Linked DNA regions of Callithrix jacchus: region 1 is linked to region 2. Evidence: chromatin contacts called from public Hi-C data. All regions are on one chromosome and are shown on one strand. The core of a region is the stretch at or near the end of the contact, and the rest is flanking DNA. Distances in the headings are between cores, read along the strand shown. Region 1 holds the start of TMEM250 (transmembrane protein 250). Region 2 holds the start of UBAC1 (UBA domain containing 1).

Region 1 (5,184 bases), core at 488-2,987, 150 kb before region 2:
CAGGTGCCTCAAGGGTGGGGGCTCTGCTGTCCCTGGGTCGTGGTCCCCAGAGCAGGACAGCACTGCAGGTGGATGTCTGGCTCGAAAGCGCAGGCACACGTGCCGTGCTTCTCTGGACGGCTGCACAGTGGGAAGCAGGGCCGTCTAATCCAGAGTTGGAGACAGGGGACTGCAAGGCAGGGAGGGCGAGGGAAACCCACAGCCAGGAGGGGGCTGTGGCTCTGCTGCTACCGTGACACAGCCACCAAATGGGCCAGGTGTGAACCCTGACCCACGGACACGCGACCACCCTCACCAGCATAAGAGCAGCCCAGAGTGACAGGTGACCACTTGGTTTACACACCACCCTCTTCCTGGCCACGGGTGCCATCTCCCAGTGCCGGTGTCCCAGCAGGAGCCACCTGGGACAATGGAAGGGGAGAATTCTCCTGTTTGTCTCTAGTGGTCTTTAAAACAGAAAACAAAAAAAAAAAAACGAAGGCAGGCATCAAGATGCTTTTTCTCATCTCAATGTTTTTATTTTACAATTTTTTGCTGTATTTATTTTTGTGGAGGCCATGTTGCCAGCCATGCCACACAGGCTGGTCTGGAACTCTCGGCACAAGAGATCTGAGGCTGGAATGATGGTGTGAGCCTTATCTCAATGGTTAAACATGTGGACCCGCCTCACATCTGGGGAGGGAGAGAAGTGAACCAGCAACGGGGTTATCGAGAAAGAAAGGAGACCTGTTTATTTATTGATTTTAATTTTTTTGTAGAGACTATGTTGCCCAGGCTGGTCTCAAACTTCCGGGCGCAAGTGATGCCCCTGCCTTGGCCTCCCCAAGCAGTGGAATGACAGGCGTAAGCCAACCTTCCCCCGACACCTGTTTCTTCTGGAATATTTGCCTCAAGCCATCGGTAAAGAAAAAGGTTCTTGGCCTTTTTGCTGTGATACCTCCTGGTGGCCTTTGCTGGTCCAGATGTCCGGGTAAAGGCGGCTCTCTCTCCCGCGGCGGGGACGTGGGCCCTGGAGGCCTGCGGCCAATGACGGGCCTGGTGGGCAGGGGGGCCCAGCCCCTTGTTCTAGTGCCACGAATCTGAGGGGCCACCCACTTTCCGGTCGCCCCGGGAGCTGCTGACCCTGATTTCCCTTTCCCCTCCCACCCAACAGCCACACCCAGGAACGCTCCCCAATACACTCCTTGCTGGGAAACCCCCAGGATACCCACCAGCTTGTACGGACGAGGCGCAGTGACAATATCGCAGGTGCCCTTCCTTCACTGGGGGGCCCTGGGGCGGCTGCAGGGCCTGCTCGCTCTCCGGGGCCGTCTCCCACTTCGGCTCCCTGTCGCCCGAGTCCGCGCGGCGTCGGCGGCCCCTACCCCTCCGGGCCCTCCTGGAGCCTGGGGGCGCCGTCATTCCCGCCGTCGCCCAGTCCTCCCAGCCCCAGGTCAGGGCAGCGCAGGACGCCTCCGCACACGGCCCTGCGCGGACCAGACGTGCTCCCGGGCCCTGAGCCGTCCAGCCCCGCCTACAAGGCGGCTTCCCCGGGGGCCCGGCCCCACCCCAGAGCCAGGCAGCAGCGCGCCGGGTCGCAGACACCGCAGGAGGGGGCCACGACCCGGGTCAAACCCTCTTGTGGAACCAGAGGACGACTCCGCGGGAGCGCGCGTGCGCACTGACCTGCCTCCGGGTGCGGCGGCGCATGGGCGGAGGCGCTGCCCAGGACCGGCACGCGCAGGCCAGCTATCTGCGTCTGCGCAGGATCAGGCGCGGCGAGGACGCTACGGACTGCTCACGGTGTGTGCGCGCACGCACGGGCGCACGCCCTCGCGAAGCGTCGAGTCCCGGACGCCCTGCGCGGCCCGGAGCAGGGGGAAGGGAGGCGCGGCTCGGTCGGCGCGGGTGGAGGGGGCGTGAGGGCGCCCTACGGTGGCCGTCGAGGGAAGGCGCTACGGCTCCCACGCTGGGCCAAGCGCCTCCGGCGGCTGCGCCCGAGCGCCCCTTCCTCTGCCGGGCGACCTCAGCCCGGGACGTGTGAGCCACCCCCGCAGCCGCCCCGCCGGCTCCCCAGCTGCACGCCCCGGCACCATGCGGCCGCCCTGCGCACGGAGCCCCGAGAGACAGGGGCACCCGCAGGCCCGGCCCCCAGCACCGCCGGCCGGCCCCGAAGTCCGGGACGCCGGCGCCTCCGCGGAGCGGGCACCGGGTGAGCGGCGGGCGGGAACCCGGCCTCGGCGGGGCCGCCTCCAAGGCAACGCGCGGCGCGGGACCCGGAAGTGGATCCGGCAGGGGCTCTGCAGCGGCGGGGCCCGACGCGACGTAGGCCGGGTGCTCACGAGGGGTGGGCCGAGCCTGGGGCCCGTCGCGTCCCTGCGGCCCCGAGGAAACGGTTCTGGCCCGGCCACGGGCCTAGCGGGCGTCTGCGGAAAGATGGGGACCCAAGCGGAGCTGCGGACCGCGAGAGCCGACGGGGAGGACACAGCCCCGCCGAGCCATGCTTGAGGGGCGCCGCCATGGCTGGGGTTCCGGCCGCAGCCAGCTACAGGCCGAGGTTGGCCTTAAACAGGGTTGCTCTGGTCCCGGCACCGCGTGAAGGAACCCGGCCCTGCGGCGCGGGAGGGTCAGGCGGCCTCGGCCCCCCGACTTCCGCCCTGGCCCGGTCTCCACGGCGGAGCCCCAGGCTGAAACTGCCTGACGGCGGGCGGCAAGGCTCTTGGCTACAGTCCCCTGTTCTGTTACCAACTTTCCTTCTCTGATTTGATACGTCCTGACCTTTGAGTTCATTCCGCTCCACGGATTATTTAGGCGAGCTCTAAACGGCACTTACTAGGTGAAGCTGGAGCCAAATGCCACGTGCACTCTTTGCAGCAGGGTCTGTAGGGCCGCTGCCCAGCCCCTTCCCTCCCACAGGACAAGCAGGAGCCGTCTTGGGGTCTGGTGACCTGCCCAAGGTCACTGCTAGGGAAGGACAGTGCTGGGGCTCAGGCCCGGCAGGGTGACCCCAGGGCCCCCCAGCCGTCCATTTGGCCCCCGGCACCTGTCAGGTTGCTGGAGGCAGCTGCCCCGCACCCGCCCCCCCCCCCCCGGGCTCGTTCTCAGTTTACCTGTCTCTTTTCCCAGCCCCTTGGCTTCTTGCAGGTGCCATTCAAGGATATTGTCAGCCCTGGGTCAGGCAGCCTCGGAAGGCCAGGGTGGTAACAGGCAAACTGCATAAGAGCAGAGGGTGGGGCCAGGCGCGGTGGCTCACACCTGTAATCCCAGCACTCTGGGTGGTCCAGCGAGTAGGGGGCTGCTAGGATCCCGTGGGAAAGAGCCACGCCGGCCCCTTCCTGTCCGTCTTGGCATTGATCACCGCCGCCCCCGCCACTACCCCGAAGGCCTAGAGCAAACACTTTGGCATTCGAAGGTGGTGGGCCCCTTGGAAGTATCCTTGGGAGGGTTTGAGAAAAGAGTAAGCCCAGGAGTGCCCACAGATCCCGCACAGGACTCTGTTTTCCTTAAGTCCAGGCACCGGAGTTTGTGTCTGCCTTAACCCGCTGGTGCCTAGGGAGGGATCCGCATGGCGTCCTCACACTGACCTGGGTTTCGTGGTTCTCCCCACAGGCCGACGCCTCCCCTGAGGCTCAGCTGCGGGCTCCCAGGCCTAGGCGCCCATGACCCCTACGCTGACCGCGCCTGGACGCCACCGCCAGGGCCCAATGCCGGTCATGCCCATCCCGCGGCGGGTGCGCTCCTTCCACGGCCCGCATACCACCTGCCTGCATGCGGCCTGCGGGCCCGTGCGCGCCTCTCACTTGGCCCGCACCAAGTACAACAACTTCGACGTGTACATCAAGACGCGCTGGCTGTACGGCTTCATCCGCTTCCTGCTCTACTTCAGCTGCAGTCTGTTCACCGCGGCGCTCTGGGGCGCGCTGGCCGCCCTCTTCTGCTTGCAGTACCTGGGCGTGCGCGTCCTGTTGCGCTTCCAGCGCAAGCTGTCGGTGCTGCTGTTGCTGCTGGGCCGCCGGCGTGTGGACTTCCGTCTGGTGAACGAGCTGCTCATCTATGGCATCCACGTCACCATGCTGCTGGTGGGGGGCCTCGGCTGGTGCTTCATGGTCTTCGTGGACATGTGAGGGCCGTGGGCGCGAGCTGGACTCACTGCCCGTGGCTGTGTTCTCTCCAAGGGTGGGGCTGGCCAGCGCCTTCCCTTCTGCCCATCCTGCAGGCCGGCACCGCTGCCTCGGTGTCCACGGAGAGAAAAGAAAGGGCTGAGACTTACGTGGTGGGGGTGCGGGTGCCACCCCTAGGCTGGCTTCCAGTGCCCACCCTCCTCTCGTGCACTCTCAGGGGCGGTGCCACCTACCGGTGGCTCCTACTCACATGTCTTCAGGTTGTACTGCGGGGTGGGCCTCTCTCCAGGACCACACCTGCCAGGGACTTTAGACATCACCCTGGGAGACCCCTGGACACAGAGGGCTGTGTGCCCAGGAGCAAATCTGGAGGGCTCCCCTCGATGACACACCACACTGCCACAAAGCTGCTCACTCTGCCAGGGGCCGCCTGAGGCCTGACACTGCCCTGTGTCACCCTGAAGGGCTGTGAGTCCTGAGTCCCAGGCCAGCCTGCAGGGTCTCCTTGGTTGTGTACATGCAGTCTAGTGGGGGGACCCCAGGGGCTCAGATAGGAGGGGCTTCAGCAGGTTCCCAGCTCTGGGGCTGGCCTGGGGGAATGCTGGGAGCCAGGGGACTGACTCTAGCAACACTGGCCTGCCTGCCTGTTCCGAGAGGGCTGTCAAAATGTCCAGTAGAATCTGAATTTCTGGGGAGGCATCTCCATTCCTTTCTGGCTTTTTTTGTAGGGGGTGGGGGATTGGGCCTCTTTATTTGAGGGGACACCCTCAAAGAAAGCCCGGGAAATGGAGGCTGCAGTGAGCTGGGATGGAGACTTGTGTGTCCCGAGTGTCTGGAGCAGGGAGCAGAGGCCTCAGTGCGGCAACCACTGACCTGGAACCTGTGTGGCACCAGTAGCCTCTTGCAGCCATGGGCGTATGCCAAGGTTCTACCCACACTGTCCTCCAGTGACTGGGCGTTCTGGATGACAGCACAGGGACAGGGTTCAGGGAGGGCGGCCACCATGGGCCAGGCTCTCACCTAAGACCCCGTGCTCTGTTCCTCTCAGCCTTGCAGTCACTGCATCACTATGGTGACTGCCCAC
Region 2 (4,756 bases), core at 37-2,536:
ATGTGTGCAGAATGGTGTGGAGAGCATAGAAGCCTGCAGTCAAGAGTCAGAGATGCCTCCGCAGTTAGACTGTTGACCTCTGAGAACGGGAAACGTGCCTTATTCGTCTCTGCGAAGTAAAGGTTTTATAAATGAATGGGGTGAATGAGTACAGATCAGTCAATGCTCGTCGTCTAACCTGAACTGAAAAATACATATTTAGAAACAGGGTAAGAAAGATATGCTATTCGGGACTGTTGAGACAGGTACTGAGATCATTGCCATGGGGGGTTGCAGGGGGGGCAGAGATCAGGCTCAACTCTGAATACCACAAGGGCAAGTGGAAATGTATAGCCAAGGAGCAGTGTGGGGTCAGTGAATGGAAGATTAATAGGAGAAAACAGCAGGGATGAGGGTGGTGCTGGCTAAACCGACCTGACAGGGTTCTTGCTGAGAGGCTGGAGTGATCAGACTCTGGAGTGATCACCCGGGAGATGGTGGAGGACGAGGAACCTGATCAGACATCGAGGTTCTTGCTAAACTCACTTATCAAGGGTCTTTGCTAAAACTGGATTTTACAAGCAAGTGCGCAGATGGTCTAGAAGGTTCTGCCTAAGTTTCGCCAAGCGAAGATTCTTTGTCACACTCCACAGAAAATGAGCCCTCCTGGCATCACCTGCACTACAGAGCGGCTTCCCTCCCCTCTGGGTGCTCCAAAAACCTAGGCTTCGCGGGAACAGTGGCTCTCTGACCTGCATGTGTATCAGAGAGACCTAGACTTGTTAAAGCCAAGTTCTTTGGAAGCCTCCGTTCTACAGCAGTGGAGTCCAAAAGAAACATCACAGCAGCCATGTAGGCAATTTAAAACTTTCTGTCTTAAATAGGTTAAAAGAAACAGGTGAAATTAATTTTAATGACTTTTTTTACTTAATAGATCCAAAATATTATTTCGACATGTAATCAATATGAAAAAATTACCGAGATATCTTACATTCTTTTTTACCTTTACTTCTTTGGGATCTAGGGTGTATTTTACCTTTAGAGTCCATGCGGTCCCACGTGGTTAGTGTTCCAGGTGGGAAGCTCCTGCAGGTGCGGGAGGAACCAAGCGGCCAGAGAACTACAACTCCCGGCATGTTCCGGGCGCGCCCCGTGACGCACTTCCTTTGCGGTGGCCACAGCGCGCCCCCAGGGGAGGGAGAGAGGCGCCTGCCAGAGAACCACATCTCCCGGCATGCGCCAGGCACGCGCCCGTGACGCACATCCGGTGCGGCGTCGGCGGCGACAGCGCGCCCCCGGCGGCTGCGGCGGCTGGAGCGAGGCGACCGCTGGGACCGAGGCGAGTGACTGCGTCCCGGCCGACGGGAGCCGGGGCGGGGCGGCGGCGGCCCAGCCAAGGAGCGCGCGGGCGGCCTGGCCCCGCCCCCGCCCCGCCCGCCCACCCGGTGACCTTCAGGGGCTCGGGCGGCGGCCGCAGGCCCCTGCGGTGGCGGCGCGATGTTCGTGCAGGAGGAGAAGATCTTCGCGGGCAAGGTGCTGCGGCTGCACATCTGCGCGGCCGACGGCGCCGAGTGGCAGGAGGAGGCCACCGAGGACACCTCGGTGGAGAAGCTTAAGGAGCGCTGCCTGAAGCACGTAAGGCCGCGCCCGGCCGGGGCCCTCCCCCGCCGCCAGCACTCGCTCCGGACCCCTCAGACTGCGGACCCCACCCCAGTCCCCGACCCGGGGTCCGACGCCCAGTCCGCAGCTCCCAGGCCCTCTTCCCCGGGTGTGGAGGCATCGCCTCCTGCCCGTTTGCCCAGCTCTCCCTCTTCCGGATCCCACACCTCTGGACGCTCGTCCCCGGGCCTGGCCGGCCGGCGGGCACCAGTCACTAAGCACTGGCCCGGTGCCAGCCGCCCGGCCGAGCCCTCTGCACGCCAGCCTCTCAGTTAACTCTGTAGCTCTGCAGGGAGGTAGGGACAGATTGGGAAACTGAGGCCTGGAGAGTGAAGTCGCCGACGGGAGCAGGGCTTCAGGATTTTCCAGCCGTTGTGCCTTTTTGCTGTTGGGTGTGAGTTTTTTTTCAGCAGCTCCTCTGAGAGCTGAGAAATAACGCAGGCCCCTTCATTAAGAGGCCCCTTCTCCTCTCCTCTTCCCCTTTCCCGCAGAGCCGGCTGCTTGGAGCGCTTTTCCTGGCTGGCGCAGCCGGCCTTGGCTGCGGCCACTGTGCCTCTTAGCTGGAGTCACTGAAATAGTGCCGCTGCGGGACAAGGCTCTGCGCCCTGCTTTTCTGCAGAGGTAAAATTGGTCAAGAGGGAAGGTCCAGGAAAAGGGTCTCCTCACTGAGACACTTCTTAGAGTTTATTCAGCTGAACTATCCTGTGTATTTAGTTCCTTACGTTGCTGATTTTGGGAACTAGTTCTCAAGTCTCTAAAGGACTGAGGTCAGCTAAGAAGCCTGTCCGTGTGTCAGACTGGCCTCCTGTCTCTATTTGACATGATCTGAGGGTTGGCAGAATTTAGGTTGAAGGAGGGGGCAGGTTTCTAGTGCTGGCTCCGTGCGATAAGTTACATATCTATGCGTTGACAGATTGGCTGCGTTAGACGTTAGCTAACTGTGGCCTCTCAGGATAAGCTTCACTTCTTACCATGGCAACCGCTCACATGGAGGACTTTCGCGTTGCTTTGGTGAGCGTGGCTCTGTGGGGTTCTGGAACTGTTGGAGGCAGGCTTGGCAAGCCCCCTTCTGGAACAGTGGCTGTGAGCAACTGAGAGGTGTTGGCCTCAGGGTTCACACCAAGGAGCGGCCGCGCCTCCCACGCTCAAGGGCAGGTATGTTTTGGCTGCTTTCTTGTTTTTCTTCCGGCCCAGTCTGTGTGGTTTTCCTTTGGGACAGCACTAAGCTCAAGCGCCGGGACCTCCATGGGCATCCAGGCGGTTGGACCAGGCGTTGTTGCTTGTCTAGCGCATGTGTTTTTAAAAATCTTCTCCAAGGTGCTGTGTCCTCCCTGAGCCAGTCCAGAAGCTCCTTGGGGGCTTGGTTGATATCCCCAAGTCCAGGACCAGGCTCAGAGTAGCCCCAAAACAAACTGTGGGTTAGTGGAATACACAAAAATGTCCACTGCGTGGACGTGGGATGTCACCTGCGTTGGTGCAGCATTCATCTGACTCACTCAGGGTACGATGTACATGGCCATCATGACATTCTTTTATGAAAGGGAATGGGAAATGACAACTGTTTGATCCACAGATACTCATGAATTCAGGAGCACTTGGGGCCAGTGAGGCAGCCAGTTCCGTTATGACGCTAACTGTTCTGTTCCTGGTACTTGTTACTGCATTTGGTGTTGAGATGTACCATTTGGGGTTTTTCGTCATGATCCTACTTTAAGTTGAGATTGTATTCCACTCTGCGGTGTCCACAGGCGTGGAGGGTTTTCACACCACAGGAGCCAACATAAATGACAGGACTCCAGAGCTGAGCATCAGAAAGGCTCCCCACCACCACATCCCAGCATGCACTGCAGGTGGGGCCGGAATGCATTAGTCAGAAAAGAGGATCCTCAAGTTGTGTCTTTGAATGTCTCTCTGGAAGCCGGTCCCTGGATGTCATCCTGCTGCAGGCAGGGAGGCCTGGTGTCTGTCTTAGCTGCATTCCTCCTCAGTTCGTGCCGATGCCCGCATGATTTTGTCCCTCCTCTCTCCTCTCTACCTGGAGGGGAATGGCGTCGGCTCCCGCCTCTGTGCTCCTGACTGTGCCTGCTGAAAGGAGGGTTTATGATCACAACTCTTGCTGTCACCTTTCCCTGTACTGTTTAGTGCAAATCGGGATCACTGTGATGGACTCTAGCTTCCATTGCCCTTGCGTGGAGAAGGGGGGCAGGATAACCCATCTTGTACAACAGGTGGCTAATGAGTAAGAAAATTAAACCTGTGGTGCAGTAGAGGTTTCGGTGTGTGTCATAAACATTCGTGAAATTCCAGCCTGGCCAAGATGGTGAAACCCCCGTCTCTACTAAAAATGCAAAAATTAGCTGGGTGTGCTGGCGGGCTCCTGTAATCCCAGCTACTTGGGAGGCTGAGGCACGAGAATCACTTGAACCTGCGAAGGGGAGGTTGCAATGAGCGGAGATTGCACCATTGCACTCCAGCCTGGGTGATAGTAAGACTCTGTCTCAAAAAACAAAAAATTTTTTTCATGAAATTGCCAAAATAGAATACAATACTTGCTAGTATGGCTGTTAAATTTTTGCTTTCCTAGATCACATGCAGACGGGTCTTCAAATGACAGATTGTGTTAGGTACAAGCAGAAATGAAGGCACCGTTCTTCCGGGAAGGAGCGGGATGTAGTGGGGTGGGGTGTGGGAGCCTCCTGCCCTAGCAGCCTGCGTTGGGGTTCTTTTGCCGCTGTACCCCAGCTTCTGCCAAGAACAAAGAAACAGAGTGACTTAGTCGTATTGCTGCTGGGGGCACGTAGCATACCGTATTTTCAGAAATCAGTATGAGAGTGATTTTGGAAAATTGCATTCTGTAGTCTGTATTCTGAACTGGACAGATGATCCAGCGAGCACCCCAGTATGTCAGGGAGCAGGACCATTGTCAAACTCAGAGGCAGTTGAGGGATTGTCCGCCCTGTTGTAAATGGCAGGAGCGGTCTTGCCAGTAGCTGGTCACCCTCATGTCCCCTTGGCCTTGCCAGCTTTGTGTGAAGGGATGATAGCCTCTGAATGATGCCATAATCCCTTTTGCAAAACTGTTTTCTGTCTTGAGAGTAACAGAAAATTCAGTTACTCC

What was found. Hi-C and Micro-C count contacts between places; a contact is called where the count stands out from the background.
Region 1: a Hi-C map of skeletal muscle shows a contact between it and region 2, with 4 times the contacts expected there. The contact joins the promoter of TMEM250 here to the promoter of UBAC1 in region 2. A contact is called at or near these places in 3 of 3 Hi-C or Micro-C datasets (induced pluripotent stem cells and skeletal muscle).

Annotation. Positions count from the first base shown.
Region 1 is chr1:184,606,397-184,611,580 of calJac240_pri, reverse strand. It overlaps TMEM250 (transmembrane protein 250), which reads left to right and starts at 1,737. Exons shown (of 2, transcript XM_078331568.1): 1 at 1,737-1,782; 2 at 3,589-5,184. The coding sequence starts at 3,639. The coding sequence ends at 4,103. LOC144576988 reads right to left here and starts at 1,662. Exons shown (of 7, transcript XR_013520037.1): 1 at 1,212-1,662; 2 at 938-1,035.
Region 2 is chr1:184,457,711-184,462,466 of calJac240_pri, reverse strand. It overlaps UBAC1 (UBA domain containing 1), which reads left to right and starts at 1,286. Exons shown (of 10, transcript XM_035262702.2): 1 at 1,286-1,614. The coding sequence starts at 1,477.